3 separate regions of the Zea mays genome follow, and all the other regions are linked to region 2. Evidence: chromatin contacts called from public Hi-C data. All regions are on one chromosome and are shown on one strand. Each heading gives the region's core, a stretch centred on a gene start, on an enhancer-like site or on the middle of the called end of the contact. The rest is flanking DNA. Distances are from core to core; before and after follow the strand shown.

What was found. Hi-C and Micro-C count contacts between places; a contact is called where the count stands out from the background.
Region 1: a contact with region 2 is called in a Hi-C map of leaf, with 9 times the contacts expected there. The contact joins the promoter of LOC100191526 here to the promoter of LOC100383233 in region 2. A contact is called at or near these places in 2 of 25 Hi-C or Micro-C datasets (leaf and tassel).
Region 3: a contact with region 2 is called in a Hi-C map of tassel, with 3 times the contacts expected there. The contact joins the enhancer-like site here to the promoter of LOC100383233 in region 2. A contact is called at or near these places in 3 of 25 Hi-C or Micro-C datasets (ear, leaf and tassel).

Annotation. Positions count from the first base shown.
Region 1 is chr10:123,116,617-123,121,277 of Zm-B73-REFERENCE-NAM-5.0, reverse strand. LOC100191526 (putative oxidoreductase, aldo/keto reductase family protein) reads right to left here and starts at 2,259. Exons shown (of 1, transcript NM_001136957.1): 1 at 666-2,259. The coding sequence starts at 1,727. The coding sequence ends at 912.
Region 2 is chr10:123,268,380-123,272,883 of Zm-B73-REFERENCE-NAM-5.0, reverse strand. LOC100383233 reads right to left here and starts at 2,472. Exons shown (of 6, transcript NM_001175895.1): 1 at 2,020-2,472; 2 at 1,648-1,903. The coding sequence starts at 1,741.
Region 3 is chr10:123,072,279-123,076,706 of Zm-B73-REFERENCE-NAM-5.0, reverse strand. It overlaps LOC100383321 (NAD(P)-linked oxidoreductase superfamily protein), which reads right to left. Exons shown (of 7, transcript NM_001354326.1): 3 at 1,288-1,540; 4 at 775-1,188; 5 at 284-527. The coding sequence starts at 1,127. Among protein-coding and RNA genes, the nearest start is that of LOC100383321, 6.6 kb to the right of the region's middle. Within about 2 kb of position 1,341, at least 11 of the 20 cell types and tissues checked have an H3K27ac peak or open chromatin away from gene starts, as enhancers often do. A contact at or near this core is called in ear and tassel, where this site is marked.

The sequences.
Region 1 (4,661 bases), core at 1,010-3,509, 150 kb after region 2:
AGGGTGAGCACATATTTTTCGTGTTTTCATCCGTGCTCTGGTAGAAGGCTCTATAATTGCTTGCGAACACGCAAAATGCACGTGCGCGTGTGTGTTGGGGTGTCTGTTAAGATAGACTAACTTCCGACCTACGACAAGGCGGCCTCTGACAGCGAGGTCGCTTCACGGTCGCAGGGAAGCGAAGCCTGTACGAGCTGTGAGGCATGTAAGGAGCTATGAGCGAACCGGAAGGCTGCTCCATTGTAGCATGGGGCAGCATGCGGCGTGGACCGGGCATGCGGTGAGATGGTGAGGCGGCTCCCATGTCACCTGGCAGCGCTGACTAGGCAAGCTGAGATGTGGCAAGGATGTGGCATATGTGGAGATTTGAGGAAGATCTTTGTACTATATTAAAGCATCAGTTTTTTCTGATTACATTTTCACGGTTCTATCATCGTTACTTTTACAAAAAAGGCTCTTTGTTTTTTAAATCAACCTCAGTCCACTGATTCGATCGAATCCACATTTTAACATTTAATTGGTAAAAAACTAAAAAAAATATGTACAAATACATATTTAAAACATAGTTATTGGCTCTAAACTTATATTCACACCTAACTAACCAACAAAACACACATATATTTATGTTTTATACTCTATACTCAAATATACACGGAAACGTAGTTGTTCGTAAAACCCCACTTTATTTAGATCAGAAAATTCATACAAAGTTTACGGAACCATGTACTATAGCTCGACCGTTCCAAAGAAGTCCTCAATATTATACGATCACAATCTTTACTGAACTGAACGGGGATGGAAAACATCGTGGAATACACCCCCGAAACACCGAGGGCGAACGTTGCCTTATTATTCGTATGTTCCTATACGGAGCAACACCGACAGGCGGGGGCCATTTTCCAGTCCAGTTCCTATTCCTCCACAATATTCAGTTCCGCTGGATCAACGGACGTGAACTCACCCTCCTGCGAGAACAAGCCGCTGGCCTCGACAACCTTCCTCTGCGGGATGTGGCTGATCTTGAGCCGGTCGTCATCGGTCAGCTCCCAGTCGAATATCTCGAGGTTCTGCTTCAGCCTCTCCCTGTTGTAGCTCTTGACGATGCACGTCACTCCCTGCTCATGTATCCATCGCAGCGCCACCTGGTAATACGGGAAGACAAAGGCAAAACTGAATAGAATGGTGTGGCAGACCAGACAGTAGACGACGAACGCGTGATCAACCAAACCTTCACCGGCCGGGGCAAACGTCCACGACACTGCTACCGCACGCCAGAAGACGCAGCCGGCAGCTAGCGTAACGCTCACCTGTGCCACGGTCTTCCCCCTCGCCCTGGCTATCTCCGCGAGCACCTCCGAGTCGAGCACGGCGTTGCCCCGCCCGTCCCAGTTCTGCCCTCCCAGCGGCGAGTAGGCGGCGACGTGGACGCCCCGGTCGGCGCAGTACGCCCGCAGCGTCCGCTGCTGCCACGCCGGGTTCAGCTCCACCTGGTTCACCGCGGGCGGGACCGCGGCGATGGCCAGGACCTTGTCCAGGTGCCTGGTGGTGAAGTTGCTGACGCCGATCGCCCTGGCGAGGCCCAGCCGCTGGCACTCCTCCATGGCGCGCCACACGCCCGCCACGTCCAGCGGCACCGCGTCCTCCTTCCTGTTCGGGAACTTGGGCGGCCCGCCGGCCGGCCTGAGGCACACCGGCCAGTGGATCAGGTACAGGTCCACGTACTCCATCTGCAGGTTCCTGCTCGATCCCACACGGCACGCACGTCGTCGGCACGCAAGACAAGAATCGCCTTTTTTTGTTAGAGAGAAAAAAAATCATTTACTACTACAGCTGGTTTCTGAGTGGTAGCAGTACTACAGAGTACAGTACTCACTCGAGAGTTTCCCGCAGGGACGGCAGCACGAGGTCCGCGTGGGTCTGCGAACACCACAGCTTGGACGTGACGAAGAGCTCCTCCCGGGACCTCAGGAGGCCGCGCCGCAGCGCCTCGGCCACGGCGTCGCCGAGCGGCTTCTCGGTGCCGTACAGGAAGGCCGTGTCGAAGTGGCGGAACCCCACCTCGATGGCCGCCAGCACGGCGTCCCTGACGGCCTCGTGCACCACGGGGAACGACGCCGTGCCCATGCCCACCATCGGCATCGGCTTTCCGTTGCCCGACCGCAGGGTCACCTCCGGCACCGCCGCCGCCGTCGTCCCCGTGGATGCCATGCTGATGCGGTCAAGTATGGCGCGCTGCAGTTGGAGGTGCGTCTAGTCTAGGTGTGCGGTGCGGAACAGGGAGGGACAGGGGTGCGCGAGCCAGAGCCTTGAGCCCGTGCTGGTATGTGGACAGGCGACGTGTGAGCTCTCGGTACTTCATCGCGTTGGCATTCAGCAGATGGGACCCGACGGGGACTTTTACCATCGGAGTAGTGTTTTGACGTCACCAGTTACGCTTCCACAGGTGATAACAGTGTGCGTTTAATTTGGAGCTCTTGCCGTGGCTTGCTTTGTCTGCGCAAAAGAAAACCAGCGTTTGGTGAAAGGGAGAACATTTTGGATCTTCCCGAGGTTTCCAGGGCTTGACAACCCCTCCACGAGGATGAAATCGGCCACACAATTGCCGGACGACCGCAAGACAAAGCTTGGGCCTAGACGGCTTCGTATGCCCTTTTTTTTCTTCTTCTTCTTCAAGTAACGATGCTCGTAGATCATAATGCCAACTACAGCAACGCCGTGCATAAAGACATGTATAACACCGTTTTGTAACGTAGATGTACTGTCTTCAAAAAGAAGTTTAAAATAGGAAACAAAATAATTGAGTGAGATAGGGAGTCTGTTTTGATAGTTTAAAGCAGGATACGTCGACGACAACATATATTTTCTACGATATTCAGTGTGTCGATCTAACAATAGTAACACTAGAATAAAAATGAACTTCATGCCAAAAGAGAGGAGCAGAAAACACATAAGATTTGAGGCCGATCTATATCTCATCTATGCTTTTTGTTACTAACATGGTCATAAAAATGTTGTCATTTTACCTAGCATGGCTTTTGAATACAATTTATTTCAAGTGGCACGACATACTGATAAATTCTTCTACACTCAGAACATTGCTAGAGGATATTCCTTAAGAAGGAAACCATGACTCTTGTGTTGAAGTTGGACACAACTTGGTGAGTCAGGACTACTCGTTACCCCTTTTGGACAAGGGTTTTCCTCCACAATGGATAAACTATGTGATCATGGTGTTAAGGACACCAACACCCAAGATGTTGTTCAATGGCATCTCTCTTGACCGGATCCAACATGATCGTAGCATCAGATAATGCGATCCCTTATCGCTCTCACTTTTCATCCAAGCGATCGGGCCATGTAATGTATACTCTCGTGTGTAAATAAAAAAGGCTCCTCATCAAGCTTGGAGGTACAACAACATGGTTCCATGCCACCTTATACACAACAACATGGTTCCATGCCTCCTTATACACTAACGATATAATGATGTTCATCAAAACAATGAAGGAGGATGTGGACATCTTAAAACTTACGCCTTCTTCATCTATTCAGTGAGGCCACATGGCTCGAAATAAAGTTGGAAAAAAGCATCATACCCATCGTTAACATAGTGGGTGTTGGGAAGAAGGCATCTAGTTGAAGGTCCAAATTATAATATTTCATATTATAGGCTAGGGTTTAATGGACTGGCCTTATCTTGCAACGCGATTAACTTGTTTGCAATATTTTTTTTTCTTCTTGCATTCTGGCTTCCAGATGAATACAATGCAGCTACACTTACGATAGCTGAAGATGTATTGTAATTTGTTTGCATAAATTGCTCAGCTCATGAGCAACTATTGCAGAAATTGTTTTGCATGTTTTTGCTGTCCAAATCCAAATAGACCCCATATATGATATTCAAAGAAACTAGTAGACTCCAATTGGAGTTTAGATTATCCAAATTCACTCCCACATATTTGGCTTATAATATCATGGTCCTGCCTATTGCTCCCTATAATGCTCTCTTGTCATTTTTATCTATGTAGTAAACCATATAGTAGATATATAAATGATACATGAAAAGATAGTCGATCTGATCGAGGAGGCTTTTGAATGATCATCGACACTTACATCTTTTTTCTCTTTTCCCATAGTTTTGTCTTATTGTAGGTAACATGTGGCGTGTAAATGTAGCCCTCAAGTGCTGCATTCAATAATTTATCTCAATTAGTGAATTTATCTTTTATAGTTAGAGTTGGCGGTATGTTGTGCCTTGACTCAAGGATGCATAATAGATCCTTGGTTCATTACTTTAGGATAAATATTTGTAGGTTGTTTGGATTCTCTTGCCTAGCTAATACACCGAGAACTAATGTTCAACAACGTTTGCTGTTATATATCACTGTGTTCATGTCCCTAAACAATCGTTTATTCACCTTACCACAAGGCAATATCGTTAAATCAGACAATGTTCATATAAAGTTTTGTTAGACTGTTGCAGTAATAGTATTTGCTTCACGCTCTGCTATTTGACAAAGAACATAGTGTAGTACCTGGATTCAATTTTACTATACCATTTGTTATATGTAACAGTTTAAGATAGAATAAATCTACTTGTACATATCTTCAATTTTGTCGCTATTCATACTCAAGTTCTCCGATGTGTTTTTGCTCTATGT
Region 2 (4,504 bases), core at 1,223-3,722:
CATCTGCCCCAGAACCCATTATTTCATCTTGTACCCAGCAACAATCGAGTCCTCTACATCCTTCCAACAGGACAATCGGATCACTCTTTGTTAAGTTGAAGCACATCTCCAAGCAAACAGACTCCAAACTTTAGCCACACTTCATGCAGCCAGGCCCAAGCCAGTGGTGCCAAGAAAGCAACATATCTGCTGCAATTGGCTAACTGATCGCATCAATTATGTAAAGCATGAGATGGTGGTGAACTGGCTTATTGAGTTATGAGTTTATGTTTATCCAGATGCTCACCATTTGCTTTGTGTTGCAACTGGAAAATCAAGGCATCAGACTTAGAAATTCCTAATCTTCTCTGTTTCTACAGCTCTACAACACACCCTAGCTTCTAATCTTGCAATGCTCGACTTCTACCCATACACCCAGCATTTAACGATTGATTGAAAGCGTCTAGGTCCTCCATCCGAAGCTGGTCTATACTGTATTTATGATGTAAATGAGCAAACCGAGGAAGCATGCCAACCCCACCTGCATAACTTCTCATAGCTCCCTATGAAACATGGATTTCACTGAGTAAATGTAATTGCGTATACAAAGGGGCACTACATGGTACGAGTACAGTCTCATATAAGCAGAAACCCCAAATACAGAAAGTACAAAATGGTTATCTTGCAGGCTACTGGCGTGGTTTACGCCACTGATGGTTGAAGCTGAAGTGCGTTCTCACAGCTGCAGAATCATGTGTGTCAACTGTTCCTAACCCTTGCTGCTAGCTGGACTACAAAGGCAACACCAAAACAGGGCTAACAGACAAGCAAAAAAAAACAATGCTTGGAACCACCTCCAAGCTGTTCCCATTTTTACTCCAAGGAGTTTGGGGTTGTTTGTAAGGCCCTGTTTGGGATAGCTCCAGTTCCAAAAAAATTTGGTAGAGTTGGTGGAGCAGGTCATTAGGTGCTCTAGAAAATCGTGGAGCTGAAGTTGTAAGTCATTAGAAGGCATTTAGATAAGTCATTTCGTTTATTATTTAGATTAAAATATCTTAAAACTATTTAAATTGATATTATAAACTACAGCTCCACACTAGAGCTGGAACCTGGAGCCATCCCAAACAGGGCCTTACAAACAACCCCAAACTCCACAATAGTCAGTGCAGTTACATTGTCACAAAATACTGAGAAACGTCAGTTTCTTAATATAAAAGGCAAGGCTATATCCAAAGCAATGATTCCCTAACAGCTCCCTCAATAGTAACCATAGTTAGCAAAACTTACATAATATAACATGCACCACCACAAACTGTCCTGATTTACATGCAGCATAATAATTGTAACACTTTTCATGCAAATATCGCTGATGTACCACAATGCATAAATGGAAAGCTTGTTTTAAAGAAACTAGCATGGAATTTGGAGTAGTAATTTCTCGACATAGAATTGAACTAGCTTCTACCATGCACAAAAAAGGCACCACTTGGCATGTATAAATCTAGGTACCAGCGGGATAACTTCCACTGTAATACTATCCGGTGCCACTACAAACCTATCTGTTGCAACTTCTCGCCGTAACATCCATAAACGTAACGTGCAATGAATCACACACGAATGTTATCCATAGCAACAAACAGACAGTTGGGATTTAGACGGCAAGCTCACCTGTGTGGGGCAAAGTCGCCGGCTTATAGGTTGTGGCAGGTACTGTGGGCCGCAGCAGCCATTCTGGCTTCAGCGAGGGCTCACTTCGCTCCATGCCCGCGACAAAATCAGCACTGTCCACCAATCCAGTCCACCACCACCAGGGGCGGACTTAGCGTGGGGCATGGGGGTTCAGTTGAACCCCCGAAAATATGGGGATATATAAAGTCCTCGTGCACCTCTATAGATTGATATTCCGCGCCTGAAGGATAAAAACCTAATAGAGCCATGCAAGGATTAGATTGTATTAGCAGACCATCACGTCGAGAACAAATCCGTAGGTACATGAAAACAACGGGAATCCTTCGAACAATCCATGCTAGGGTTACTCACCACCGAACGAAGAGGAATGGATCCACGCCCTGGTGGATCTCCACCCCACGCCACTCGAGTACCAGAAGAGCGCGGGGGCGGCGATGAAGAGGAGAGCGCCGCCGCTTCTGGACGAGAGTGAATTTCCGCGGGAGGAGCCCCGGCCTCGCGGGCGGAAGAAGGCCCTCGATGAAGGGTCGGTCGCGCCAATCTGTGGCGGCAGTAGGGCGGAGAGAGCGAGAGCGAGACGAAACCCTCGGGCGGAAATCCGCGGCAGCGGCTCCGACACGAGGCGGGCGGGACCGGTCGCAGGGCGGCGGCGAGCACGGAGGATTGGGGAATTTCAGCGGGGATTTGCGGGATTCGGGACGGGTTCGGGGGAGCGCCTTGGGGACGAACGGATTTGGAGCGCTGGATTTCGGACTGGATTTTTCCTTCGCTGGGAAATTTCTGTGCCTCCGGTGGGTTTGTGAATTTCGTGAGGGGAGGCGCGTGTGTGTGTGTGGTGGAGTACTTGTCTGTCTCGGCGGGGGAAGAGAAACCCTCCGGTCCGGCTCTCCGGTCCTCTCGGAGTCTCGTGTGATCGTGTCCCTCTGGCTCTCCCTACGAGTTCGATGACGGTTGCTGGTTTCCCTCGTGGTCCATTCCATTTGGGTTTATCTCTTCGTCATATGTCATCTCGATAGTGCATTTTCAGTCCAGTTTTTTTTAGGATATTGTTGATGGAAATTCTAGATGCTAGCTTTATTAGCTTTAGGTCCTATTTAGACCTAGTTTAGAACTATTAAAACTAATAGTTATCTACTAAAAATAATTGTTGGGTTTCAAATACCATTGGTTAATATCATAGCTAATTGTTAGCTACCTCACAACTAGCAGTTAGTTTATTAGCTGGCTCAGCCCAGCTAATAATTTATTATCGAGAGGTAATAGTTAGTCACCTAATAAATCATTAGCTAGATTGAGCCAGCTAATGAACTAATTATTAGCTCAGAGCATCTCTATCAAGAAATCCTATATTTGAGTCCTGAAATTTAAAACACAATATGATTTAAAGTGTTTAGGGTCACAAGTTTTTTTGCAACTCCAACAATTGATTCCTATATAACGTTATTAGAAAACAAATCATATTATTTAGGAAATAAAATATTAGAATATTGTACAAAACAAGAATAGGGCTCCAGCATATGGGGTCCTATATTTAGGATATAATGGACCGAGTCCTATAATTATTTGATGAAATTTTGTGAAATAGGACTCTCATGGTTTCTGAAACCAGAGGACAATAAGATTTGTATTCGGCAGGGGTGTTAGTGCGGACTCACCCCGAACGGTGACCTACACGGGCTCGAAGGTGGATCTGATACGAGTGGGTTATACTTGTTTAGGCTAGAGCTCTAGTCCAGTGTAGTGATGACTGATGACAGTACTATTGCTTGGAGCGTGTTACAGTTGGGTGCTTGTGTGAAGCTGTGGGATGTCGTCTTGGATGAGGGTTGCATTGTCCTTTTATAGCTCAAGGTAGACGTTACAAACTTGTATTCTACTGGGATGGAGTTCGGCCTCCCGCTTTTGGGCCTCATAGCCCTTATGGTGTCGTCTGCTGGGTCGTGCGCCGCCGTACCCCTGGTATGGGTCGCGTCTCGTCCGTTAGCCAATGGGTTCCTGTAGCTGTTCCGATATAGACGTAGCGGTGCTTGGTGGGTTCGGTCGAGTCAGCTCGAGGTGAGGTTTAGGAATGTCTTCAGTACAACTTCATCTTCCGTCATCCTCTTAGCGTCACCTTTAGTACAACTTCATCTTCCGTCATCCCCTTAGTGTCACCTTTGATCATGTGTAGGCGTATGCCTGGTACGGTGTATTGCCTCGTCCCTTCCGGCGTATGAGTGAAACTGTTCCAGTGACAATGCCAACTAATACGACTTCGGACGAATACGCTATCCTCGAAACTAAACTCCTTGTATGGTCGAGAATGAATGGATTCCCCTATGGCAATTTCTTATTCCTGCTATCATAGCCTGGCTGGGATCTTAGCGGCACATTCTGACCTTGCTTCATAGACAGCGGTACCTTTCTCAGCTTATTCTAGATAGAGATAGTTAGTTTCCTCTAGATAGCTAGTTTCCTTTTTTTGGAAGATTGAGATTGACGCTTGGCAAATTGGGTTGACGACGCGCCATATGGGTTTGAGGATAGTGCCAGAAGTGCCGTAGCTCCTTTGCTGTTCGTGGAGGCTGGCTATTTGCAGTTGACTTCCTTCCCGAAGTGACTGGCTAGAATTCTCATACGATAATAGGAGAGAGATGCCGATAATTGGAGAAGGCGAGACCAAGCCTGCCGGGAGAGGAGAAGTGGCTTACGAGGCTAGAATAGAGTTGGTTGGTGCTGATACCAGTAGCTGCAGCTGCCGGGGAAATCTGTCCTGTCGGTTCGCGAGGAGTTGAAGTTGTTTGTACTTACTTAGACCCCAATGAGTCTATGGCTTGCCAGCCTCTATCTAGTCCTC
Region 3 (4,428 bases), core at 92-2,591, 200 kb after region 2:
TTCGATAAAAATAAATACAGTAAAACATCCTGTTCTTCCTTTTGTGGTCTTTTGCGCAGTAGAAATTTCACGGTAATTTGTATAGAAATTTTATACGAATCAGTTTGTTTTTTACAACAAAAACGCATGAAACGTGAAAATGTCCAAAGGGGGCCTTATATAGAGTATATCATGCTTATCAATCATTAAGAAAAGGACTACAAGAACCTGAAAGACCCACAACTAACTGAGGTTACTGGCTTACTGCCATTGCCACCACCTAACTCATATGATCTGCACAGACCTGATTTACTGACGGGGGGATTTTAGCAATGGCCAGTAGCTCTTGGAGCTTCTTTGTTGTGAAATTGCTGACACCAATCATCCTAGCAAGGCCAAGCCGGTGGCATTCCTCCATTGCCCGCCATACACCTATTAGGTCCATGGGCATGATGTCCTCCCTTTTAAACGGGAACTGTGGCTTGCCGGGCTTTGCAGCTATCGGCCAATGAACCAGGTACAAATCAACATAATCCATTTGAAGGTTCCTACAGATGAAGAGATAAGAACCTTGATTGCCACAAAAAAACACTGATTTTAGTGTATTTGGTACTTGGAGCTACTGCAAATGCAAAACTGGCAGACTGAAATCGAAGCATTTAGTTTCTAAGATTCAGATCTAATTGTTGTTGCTAGTCCTTTCAAGAACCGAAATTTGAACCGCAGAGCGTTACCATCCTATTTGAAAGCAAATAAAAAGAAGCAGCAAAAAAGTTAAGCTCAACAAGCGCTTACTGCAAGCTCTCCTTGAGGGAAGGTAGCACGAGATCCGGGTGGCACTGCGAGCACCACATCTTGGTCGTCACGAACACCTCCTCCCTGGACGCCACGATCCCGCGCCGCGCTGCCTCGGCCACGGCGTCGCCGACGGCACGTTCGGAGCGGTAGAGCGAAGCGGTATCGAGGTGGCGGTATCCGAGCTCCAGTGCCGCGAGGACGGCGGTCCTGACGTTTTCCTCCACGAACGGGAACGATGCCGTGCCGAGCCCCACGGCCGGCACCGGCCGGCCAGCCGGGCCCACCAGGAACTCTGGGATCTCCGGGTTGCTGGTAGTCCTGGTACCGACATTCCTTGGTGGTGATGCCATGGCCGGAGCCCGGAGCTGCCTGGTTGCTGCTTGCGAACGACGACGACGACGGCGCAATGACCTTTTGCCCCAGTTTTCAAATTCCAACGTAGAATGAATACTATTATACTAATAGGATCACAAAGTTGGGTTTTCAATATCTATATAGTATATACTGTACCTGCCATAGCCGAAATATCAAATATGGGCCGCGAGGTGGAGCCGAGTGGGATGCAATGGTACCCTGAGACTGAATGCAGGTTATGCAGCACCCGCTCGCTGCCCCCTCCGCTTTTCCTACGGGCTCTTTATTGCCGTAATGGTAGCCGCTACTAGCTCCTCTACATCTCATCTACATGCTACAATCTTGGTGGACAGCACAGAAAACTTGTCAGCTTTGGAGTTACGGCAGCAGCTCACTGCTCACCCATGCTCTGCAGTAGTTGTTAGAAGAAAAAAAATGATATTAAATGATGAATGGGTTTATAAAATAATATTTTATGGTTGGAGTGAGATATAGAGGGAAAACTTAGAGGAAACTGATGTGAGAAGAAGAGAAGTAGGAGATAGAATCTAGATGACATAGCTGCATAGTATGATATAAAAGGAAAAATTTAGAGATAAGTGTTGCAGTCAGTCTGACTGCGAGGTCAGTTTGCTCCCGCCCAACATAATCAGAATAGATGGAAACTAAAAGCCTATTTGTTTAGCCTATAGATTATATAATCCAACTCAAATAAATTAAGGGGTAAACAAACAACATAAATTATTAGATGAATTATATAATCTAGATACCTAGATTATAATAATCTATAAGCAGGTGAATATGTGCTTATATAAACTACTAGCCAGTTGCTCGTGTTTTGCTACGATTTTTATATGCTATATAAATACGTATTGAGATATTTATTCAAATATAATATTTACTACATATTAAGTCAATAGTGTAGACCATCCCCGTGCCCCCGCCTCTCCCTCCGCATGAACGCCCCCGTCTCCCCCCTGTGAAATCTGCAACCCCCCACGCGCCGACAAAGCCGCAAGGGGATAGTGATAGACGACAAGGAGAAGGAGATTGTCAACAACAATGAGCCAAAGGGAGATAAGTCCATCGACTCACGCTCAAACAACAAGAACAAGGACGGGAAGAAGAAGAGGCGCTTCAAAAAGATAGTCTACGACAGCGATGCCTCCCAATCTTCACCGAAGGACGACGACTCTTCTTCAAAGAAAAAGACGGTTCACGAAAATTACTCTTTTGATTATTCCCGCATTCCGTACAACTCAATGCTCATTTATTGTCTATTCCTTTTGGCAAGCCCCCTCACTTTGATGGGGAAGATTGTTCGTTTTGAAATCATAAAATGCGTAGTCATTTATTTTCTCTTCATCCTAGCATTTGGAAAGTAGTAGAAAATGGAATGCATTTTGATAGCAATGATAATGCCATATTTATTAATGAACAAATTCATAAAAATATCCAGGCTACTACTTTTCTTTTAGCATCTCTATGCAGGGATGAATACAACATTTTTAGTAGCTTGGACAATACCAAGGAAATATGGGACACCCTCAAAATCACTCATGAGGGTAATGATGCCACAATGATCACCAAGATGGAGTTCGTGGAAGACGAGTTGGGGAGGTTCGCCATGAAGAGGGTGAGGAGCCAACTGAAACGTATAACAGGCTCAAGACCCTGGTGAACAAAATCCGAAGCTATGGAAGCACAAGATGGACGGATCACGACGTCGTGCGTCTCATGTTAAGGTTGTTTACTGTTATTGATCCTCATCTTGTTAATCTTATTCATGAAATCCCAGGTATACCAAAATGTCGCCCAAAGAAATTCTTGGTAAGTTTGTAAGTGGGCGCATGATGGTAAAAGAAGCAAGGTATGTCAACGACATCGCCAACGGTCCTCTTCCTCACTACGAGTCGTAACCCATTGCACTCAAAGCAACGACCAACTAGGAGGATCAGAACAAGAAAGGGAAGAATGAGAAAAGGAAGTTCTATAGAAAGAAGGGTGAGGCGCACATCAGCAAGGAATGGGACTCGGACTCCTCTTCATCCGACTCCGACGACGAAGTTCTATAGAAAGAAGAAGTGCGAGGAGGATCAACAAGGAATGTTTCCTATTTCTATGTATTTGGGAGCAAATGCTACATCTTGGTAAAGAAAGATAGACATTCAAAGTTTGCTCCCAAAGCCATTGAAGGGTTTTTACTTGGTTATGATTTAAATACAAAGGCATATAGGGCCTTCAACAAATCTTTGGGTTTAGTTGAAGTCACTAGTGACATTTTATTTGATGAGACTAATGGCCCTCTAAGAGTGCAAGTTGATCTTCATGACATAGATGAAAACGAGGTTCCAACGGTAGCAATGAGGACTATGGCGATAGACGATGTGCGACCACAGGAACAACAAGTGCAAGATCATCCCTCTTCCTCAACGATGGTGCATCCTCCGACTCAAGATGAGGAACAGGTACCACAAGACGACGACATGGATCAAGGGGGAGCACAAGAATAAGAAGAAAGGGAGGAGGAAGAAGTACCACATGCACCTCCAACCCAAGTCCGCACTAACATTCAAAGGGATCAACTGGTGGATCAAATCCTTGGTGACATTAGCAAGGGAGTTACTACACACGTATTGCTAATTTTTGTGGGCACTACTCTTTTGTTTCTTCTATTGAGCCTTTCAGGGTAGAAGAAGCCTTGCAGGATCCAGACTAGATGTTGGCCATGCAAGAGGAGCTAAACAACTTGAAGAGAAATGAAGTATGGAGTTTGGTGCCACATCCAAAGTAAAATGTTGTTGGCACAAAGTGGGTGTTTCGCAACAAACAAGACGAGTACGGGGTGGTGACAAGAAACAAGGCAAGACTTGTGGCAAAAGGTTATGCCCAAGTTACAGGTTTGGATTTTGAGGAGACTTTTGCTCCTGTAGCTAGGCTTGAGTCTATTCGAATACTATTAGCCTATGCTGCTCACCATTCTTTTAAGCTCTATCAAATGGATGTGAAGAGCGCCTTTCTCAATAGGCCAATCAAGGAGGAGGTGTACATGGAGCAACCCCCTGGCTTTGAGGATGATAAGTACCCCAACCATGTGTATAATCTCTCTAAGGCGCTCTATCGACCTAAGCAAGCCCCAAGAGCATGGTATGGATGCCTTATATATTTCCTTATTTCACATGCTTTCAAGGCCAGGAAAGCGAATCCTACTCTTTTCACTAAGACTTGCTTTGGTGATTTGTTTATATGCCAAATATATGTCGATGCCATAATATTTGGTTCTACTAATCAAAATTC